Regions from separate parts of the Mus musculus genome. Here region 1 is linked to region 2. A link is a contact called in public HiCAR-type data. All regions are on one chromosome and are shown on one strand. Each heading gives the region's core, a stretch centred on a gene start, on an enhancer-like site or on the middle of the called end of the contact. The rest is flanking DNA. Distances are from core to core; before and after follow the strand shown. Region 1 has its middle 5.7 kb from the start of Gm35546. Region 2 has its middle 48 kb from the start of Gm35023.

Region 1 (4,096 bases), core at 454-2,953, 910 kb after region 2:
CTCAGCCTACTGAGTCCTGGGACTAAATGTCTTTTATAACTCAGAATAGTTTCATTCTATGATATGTTTATTAGAATGGAAACCCATCAGAAGCTGAGTCATATCTATAACAACTTCTTGAGACTCTTTAAAGAACTCAGTAGCTAATGCATTCTCATATTTGATTAAATGCTTTCCAGGTAGCAGGGGTTTGGTTAAAAAGCTAATTAGCATTTTATTATTATTATTTATTTTTATTTTTATTTTTTGCTGTTGATGCTCTCTAAACAAAGATTTCATGAAAATGGGTGCTAATTGGTTCTCTTTGGCTTATCAGAGAGAGGGGAAAGGAGTGAGGGAGGAGAGACGAGAGAGATAAGGGAGGAGAGAGACAGAGAGAAGAAATAAAGAACAAAGGGGAGAAAATATCAACATCCAAGCAAACAGACCTGTAGAAATCACCTATCATATACACACAATCCTGACTGCTTTCACAGCATTTGGGGTTTGGAAATAGAGTTTCCGTCTACAGCTAGCTCAGGCTGGCCTTAACCACATCAACCTCCTGCATCAGCCTCAGGAGAGATGGGACTGCAGGTCTATGCCACCACACCCAGCTCTTAACTGCCTTCAACTGCTTTTGGCTGCTCTTCAGCTGTGTCATCTTTCTAAGACACGGTGCTGGAGTGGCTGCTCATGTTACCAACCCATCATCGTGAGTATTGAGTGCACCTACCAGTGCCTAGAAGTCCCACACAATTGCTCTTCAGCCTTTCCCAGGAGGCAGTACTCAGAGGGGGACAGTCACAGAGAAGTCACAGGACTGTACTGTAGCTTCAGAGAATTTCTGATGTAGCCAAGAAGCAGAATCATCCCTCGGGAGACCACTCACAAGACAACGTGCACTTCAAGAGTTAAAACAGAAGCTTTTTTTTTTTTAATTGTAAACTAAAACCCGCTTAGAGGAAGTATGGCCTTTTGTGCTGTGACTTTCTGGGTCATAAAATACTCTTCATTATCCATTATTACAAAACAGAGGCATTTCTGTTGTTGGTGTTAATAATTTCATAGCTTTCCTTGGAAATGTGTATTGACCTCCATTTACCTAGAGGGAGGGGAAGCCCTATCACTTTTCTTTTCCTCTCTGTTTCAATTCTTCATTCCAAAGTTCTGTCCTTCCTCCTTATTTCTCTCCATAATAACAAACATCACCTAGATATAAAGGGTTACCACGTGAAAAAAATAAATCCGTTGATGTGTTTAAGTGAGATCCCCACATCTGCATATAAACCCACACGAACAAATATTTAGATGAATTATACTGCTCTATGTTTAAATTCTGCTTCCTTGAGTCAACAGATAAACGTTTATAGAGGCAAAAAATAACCCCTCAATCTTACTATTAATCCTATTATTCTTACAGTAGCACAAGGCAGTACACCAGCCAGGAAGGGAATACAAGGGACCTCCCTTCTTACCCTCCTAATTGTTTCTCCAGACCATCCCCTTTGGAGCAAAGAGAGGGTCCAACCTTCCTTGGGAGCCATGGATTTCTCTGGGTACATTTATTTTGGAGTTGTTCTGGAGGCAACAACATCAGAGACACATGTCTATCTGGTTGCTATTAGTGCTTTCGAAACTCCAAATGAAACGCTTCAGGCTAGCAACTAGAGGTGTTGATCAAACAATAGTTTCCCAGCCAACATCCAAACTGGGTGTACCCAGATGACTTTGCACTTAAGCACTGGAATTTGGAATATGTGGGTAAAGCCTGACTAATTATAGTGTTGACCACAGTAAAGCCATGGAGGACCCTGGCTCCTTATGCTGAGAAACACATATAGAAATGCCCACATTAAGGGTAGAGCTTGCCTGAGAGCCAGCCCCTGTGTCCACCCTCATATCCCAAAGAAACTGGACCAATACACTACTAGATCACTAGGGTTGGTGGTAGCCTGGTAGCCTGCCTCTCCACTTCCCTTGCACTGCTTTATACAAACTGAGAGCATATTCTAGGCATGGAAATATAGGGGAAACATCCAGATATGAATTGTTGAAATAATTATGGGGAGCTCTCACTAGACACATACAAGGTCTGTTGACATGGAAGAATACCTCCCCATCAGTCTGAATAAACTATTACATAACAGCTAAGCTATAATAAAGTCCTGATTCCAAATCAAATAAGTCTCCCAGACTTCTAAAATGAGTCACCAACAGCTCTATAAACATACAAAATACTTGACAAGGAAGACTCTGATAATTTTTTAGTAATTATGTCTGCAAATTGTTCCTTGCTGACATCACCATTAGGAACAGTTTCCCATAAGCTTGCCTTTCCTCGTCACTTCTGCCCATTAATCACTGATACTTCGGCTATTTCTATCATTATTAGGTGATTCACAAGGTCTGTGTGAATATCCAGGATTCTCCTTTGTAGAGTTTTTACTTAGTGGAATCAGGGTGAGCAAAGCCAGGATTGTCAGGGGTGACGCTCCTTGTAGTCCTTGTTTAAGGCACACTCACAGATTTGTCATATCTTGATCCTAAAATCATTTCACACACATACACACACACATACACATGACACTTTGCAAACATCTTAACATAAATACAATAAGGAGAAAGCTGGGCAGAGTTGAGGGCTCACTGAGTTGACATATTTTCTGTTTAAAGACATTCCCAAGCACTGGCGTCATTTTTCTTTGTGTTGGACGTGAGACTTCAAGTTCTGCTCTGACATGTGATCTACAAACCAGCTCTGAGCCAAACCCAAGTGTCAGCTGCCGGGTCCAACACTCGATGCGGACTGTGATGAGAGTGCAGGAGAGCAAGAGGGGCTGTGAATGTGGCACTGCTGGTCCAGGAGACATAAGCAGCAGGCACAGCCAGGGCCCGGGGCTTCATCCCAGGAAAGGGGTGACACAGCCGGGGAAATTAAGTCAAAGGCCTACGAAAGTGGTGGACAAGGGGAAAGCTTGGCTTAACCTAGGCCTTTATAATGGATATGACCCAGAATAAAGCAAGCCCTCGATCTCTCTGTAACTGTACTCATCTAATGATAAACACTGGCTCCGAGGAACCCTGAGAAAGTAAAACATTTAAAGCCATTCAGAATGTGTCTAAATGGAATCTAGATTTCTCCCGAAATGACCTGAGTAGCTGGCACGCCCGAGGTTTTGCTGCTGGAGTGAAGGCGGCTGAGTAAGCAGGGAAGGGGCAGAGGCCTTCCTATTGAAAGAAAAAAAAAATCTCTGTCGTCCCAGAGCTGAAGTCTTCAGCTGAGCACTTAGAATAAACACATGGGGAAGAGAAGGTGTGTTTCATGGGAAGAGGAAATTCTGGGCCTACCGTGTAGGTTTGTGCGGAAGAAAAGCTGTATAGCAACTGTGCATCCTGCAGAGCCATGGCCTACTCACAAAGCCATACTGTGTAGCAAGGAGTCCCCAAGTAGAGGTTGCACTCATAAGACTGTATTGAGGAGTGTCTACCAAGCATGGTGTACCGAGAATGCAAAGATGAATGAAGATTGGCCCCTTGGATCCAGGAGTCCATAAAATAATGGATAAGGTATAGTTGAAAGTAGAAATTCAAGGCGGAGTGCAGCAAATGAGGAGCTGGCCACATCACCCGGCTGTGGACACACAGCAGGCCGACCCTTGGGAGCTGGAGCAATGGATTCTTCCATTGGGTACCCTTTCTGTGTTTCTGAAGGAACGGAGCTTCTGGCGCCATTGACTGAATCCATGGGAAAGGAAATGAGGTCTGCCACTTTAACTTAAAAGGCAGCAACTGGAATACCAGGTAGAGAACCGAAGAACAGGTAGAGAGAGCAGACACCATTGAAGGAAATGAATCAGTAAGGGAGAAGAAGATCGAAGCAGAAAAGACCCTCAGCAAGCACACTTTCTGTGGGAGAAAGGGGGCTGCTTCTGTCTGCCTCCCCAGGAAGGAAGGGTTTCTGCATCACACTTATCACAAGAGGCTCTGTGAAAAACTGTACTAGCAGCAAAATCTGTCTGTCTGTCTGTCTGACTGCCTGCCTCTGCCCCAATCCCTCCCTCTCTCTCTCTCTCTCTCTCTCTCTCTCTCTCTCTCTCTCTCTGTCTCTCTCTCT
Region 2 (3,699 bases), core at 453-2,952:
GGTTCATGTTTATTATTTGTCTCCGGACATATTTGTGAAGGCGTTTTCAGAGGCTTTGAATGGAGGAGGGAAAGACCCAGTCTGCATGTGAGCGTCACGATCCCAGGGCCTGGGGTCCTGATGGAATGTAAGGAGCGAGTGCTCAGAGTGTGGCATTTGCCTTTTGGCTTCCTGACTGTAGCTGCAGTGTGACCAGCTCCCTCCTTCCTCCACTGTCCCAGCTACACCTGCTTCTACCCTCATGCCCCCCCCCCTCACTGTAACAGAGGACAGTCCCCTGAAACCGTGAGCCAACATAAGCCTCCGCTCCCTTAAGATGCTTTTGTCAAAGTGGTGAGGACAGTAACTAAAGCAGTGAGACCTCTGGAAACTCTCCACTAAACAGGAGTACCTTGTCTGCTTCCATTTGACCCCATTAATCTCTATCTGGATGCCTGTTGATTTGCCCTCGCTGGAAACTTCCTACAAGCAGAATCATATCACATGGGTTTATCCTAACTGTGTGTAGCTTATTTCAGCATGCACAATGTCTATGTGGCTCTTCTATATTACAGTATTAGAATTATTAGAATTCCCTTCCTTTGTAAAACTGAGTAGTATTATGCAATATATTGTCTGACGATGCCTCTCTGGGTGGATATTTAGGCTATATTTTTTTAAAACAGGTTGACAAGTATGAATAATGTTAGTGGAAGTGGTGAACAAGAGCCTGTAGAGTCTTAGCCTTTACTTCTTTAGACTTAAACTGTTCACCAAGGTGATTTGGGCGGGGTGGGGGGTAGGGGACAGATTCCATCTGTCAGCTGAAGAGACGCTGCTGAGGTGTCTACGTCTGTGTTTCAGGGATGCGAGTTGAAGCAGAGAGATGTAGTGACTTGCCCAACATCAGTGAACTAGGAGCTCCTACTTCATCTGTAGCATGTCCCACCACAGCCTGCCACTACCCCATCAGGCAGATCGGCATTCAGAACCTCCATCCCAGAGCCATCCTTCTGTCTCCTTTGAATGCTTCTTTCTAGCATCTTCTGAACAGGCTGCAAGATGCTACCTATGCTGTGATATTTCCTGCAGGTGACAGACTCCTCCCAGGTCACACACATCACTACAATACTGGAATCTCAATGGGAAAACAACTGGTTAATTCATTTACCTCAGAGTACAAACTGCTCAGGTCTGTCACCGTGGCATCCCCCCCCCCCCCCAAGGCTGATTGACTGCTAATGAAAGCTCGTACAGTATGTCACAAGGTATTGGAAATGTAGTGGAGCAAAGGCATTTATTGATTTCCAGGACTGTAAGAAAGAATTGTCTCTGCCTTCTGGTTTTGTATTGGTACCACATTTGTTTTGGTTATAGGAAGGAGTTTTGGCTAAGCTTCTCCGTGTGACCAGGAGACGGGTATCATTCTAGGTCATGGGTTTAGGAAGCCAGTTCATGCTTTCTCTTGCTGCCATCAGAGGGCCTAAACACCCCTGACTCTAGGTCTGGATCAAGGGCCCTGTTTACTCAGAGAAAATTCCCTCCCTTCCCTCACAGGAGTTTGGTTTTCATCCATGACTGGATCATTTTGGGAATTATCTTTCAATTTTTGGCTACCCCAGCCAGCAAACTCCGTTTGCTAATTGCATTTTTTTGTCTAACTATGGACCCAGAGGCACTATAAAAAGTTCAGCTCTGACACACCATGGGGAAAAAAGAAGAAGAATAAACACGCAAGCTGGGCTTTCTACTGTGTAAGAGAACAGGCTCATTAGGGCTCTCAGCGATCTCTGCGTACCGTGACCGTTGTCTGAGAACTGGCCAAGTTTGACCAGGAGCTGGACTTCAGAAGTCTCCCACCTCCCTTGAGAGCATTGTCACCGATCTCAGACACGGGTTGAGTTTGAACCAAGTTATCTTCACTGTGCTCCTAAATGAGGAAGCCTGAAGGGAGATCCTGGCTCTGCCCCTTCGGCAAACAAGCTTCCTGCCTAGAGCAGGGGCTTTACTCTAGGCAGGACATTTCTCAACTCGAAAGCTTCGGGAGTTTGGCAGGCTCCTGGTGCTTTGGGGGAGATCTGAATCACACCTGAAGCTGATGGGTTGCTGACATCTGGGGCTGTAATTAAACCAAGATGAAGGAAGAGCACATCTGCGCAGCAGCGCCAGGCCTTGGAAAGGTCTGGGTTGTGCTTTCTGATTACAGAGTTTTCTTTTTCTCTTCTGTTTTCAGAGACTATGTTTATCTTTTTTACCAGGAAAAAAAAAAGTTGGAATAACATGAATAACCAGATTGAACTTGGTCAAAAATGTTGTGTCAAAAGATATTTGTTTTCTTTTGTGAGCGGTATAGGCAATACTTGAAAGAGTGGAAGTGGGGCTTGGTCGTGAATGCAGCTGCTGGAAGGGCAGAGTGCTTCTCTGTCTGAGGGCATCTCCTACGGTTGGGTTTCCTTGGTGTTAAGGGAAGGGCATGGACTAAGGTCGTGAAAAGCTCACACCAGCTCTCCTGATGTGGAGCCTACCCTCAGAGTCCTGAATAATGAGTATCCTTCTTACTTTGCTTCTGCTGTGATAAAACAGCACTTCTGAGGCTATGTGTAGAAGGATGTGTTTATCTTGTGCTCACAGCCCCCATGTAGTAAGAGTCTGTCACCGTCACAGCGAGGAAGCATGGCAGCAAGCACCAAACATGGTGGCTAGAAAAGCCGATCTCTTGCTCACACCTCACAAGCAGGAAAAAAAGAGGGAACTCAAGATGGTGAGAGTCTTTCAACTTTCAAAGCCTACCTCCTGAGACAACTTCCTCTAGTCCTTGCATCTCTCTTTCAGGTTGAAGACTCTGTTCTGAGCACCCACATGGTGGCTCACAACCATCCCTATCTCCAGTTCCAGGGGATCCAATGGCTTCTCTTTGCCTGCAAGTGCATCAAGCACACACATGGTATAAACACACACAGACATAGCGCTCATGTGTAAAGTTAAAATAAGTCTTTAAAAAGTGATAAGGTGGAAGATGATAAAAAGAGATACCTCACACCACTCTCTGACCTCTACATAGACTTACAGGGGTACACACACGTGGGCAAGCACACATACACCCACACACGTGCACACAAAACTATGTTTCAATTACATGCATCATCTCAGATACTCGAGTCTGGAATTGCGGCTCTGCACTTACGGATCTGATTAGGAAGAACACAGGAAAGACTTTCCGAGAGATCCGCACAGCCCCCACAGCTGTGGGCACATCTTCCCCTCCACACCAGCATGGAAGTTCCATTACTGCCATTAGCTTTCTGGCCCTGCGTGATGGCATCTGGGATCTCAACCTGTGCCACACTTATGTGCTGCCTTTAGGATCAAGTATCACACAATAATCTTGTAATCTTGCCTCAATCTCCACTGGGCCATACCATTTTAGTGGATTAAATGAAGGTATTCCTCGTAGGCTCTGGTATTTGATAGTTGGCTCCAAATTAGTGCCACATTTTGGAGAGGTTCAGGAAGTGTGACCTTGTTGGTGTCTTCAGAGGTTGAAAGAGACCATTGGGTCCCCTAGAACTGGAGTTGCAAATGGTGACAAGCCACCATGAGGGTGCTGGGAACAGAAGCTGGGTTCTCTATAAGAGCAGCAAGTGCCATCTTTCCAGTCCTCTTGTTAAGCAGTCTTGGAATTTACTGACTGACTAGGCTGGTTTGCCACTGAGCCCCTGG

Evidence for each region. HiCAR-type assays count read pairs that join an accessible place to other places.
Region 1: a contact with region 2 is called in a HiCAR-type map of fibro-adipogenic progenitors, with 4 times the contacts expected there. The contact joins two enhancer-like sites. A contact is called at or near these places in 1 of 484 Hi-C or Micro-C datasets (olfactory sensory neurons) and 3 of 115 datasets of contacts at active chromatin or transcription factors (cardiomyocytes, embryonic stem cells and fibro-adipogenic progenitors).

Annotation. Positions count from the first base shown.
Region 1 is chr1:186,579,623-186,583,718 of GRCm38.p6, forward strand. No RefSeq gene overlaps it. Among named protein-coding and RNA genes, the nearest start is that of Gm35546, 5.7 kb to the right of the region's middle. Within about 2 kb of position 1,704, at least 40 of the 459 cell types and tissues checked have an H3K27ac peak or open chromatin away from gene starts, as enhancers often do. A contact at or near this core is called in fibro-adipogenic progenitors, where this site is marked.
Region 2 is chr1:185,665,004-185,668,702 of GRCm38.p6, forward strand. No RefSeq gene overlaps it. Among named protein-coding and RNA genes, the nearest start is that of Gm35023, 48 kb to the left of the region's middle. Within about 2 kb of position 1,703, at least 10 of the 459 cell types and tissues checked have an H3K27ac peak or open chromatin away from gene starts, as enhancers often do. A contact at or near this core is called in fibro-adipogenic progenitors, where this site is marked.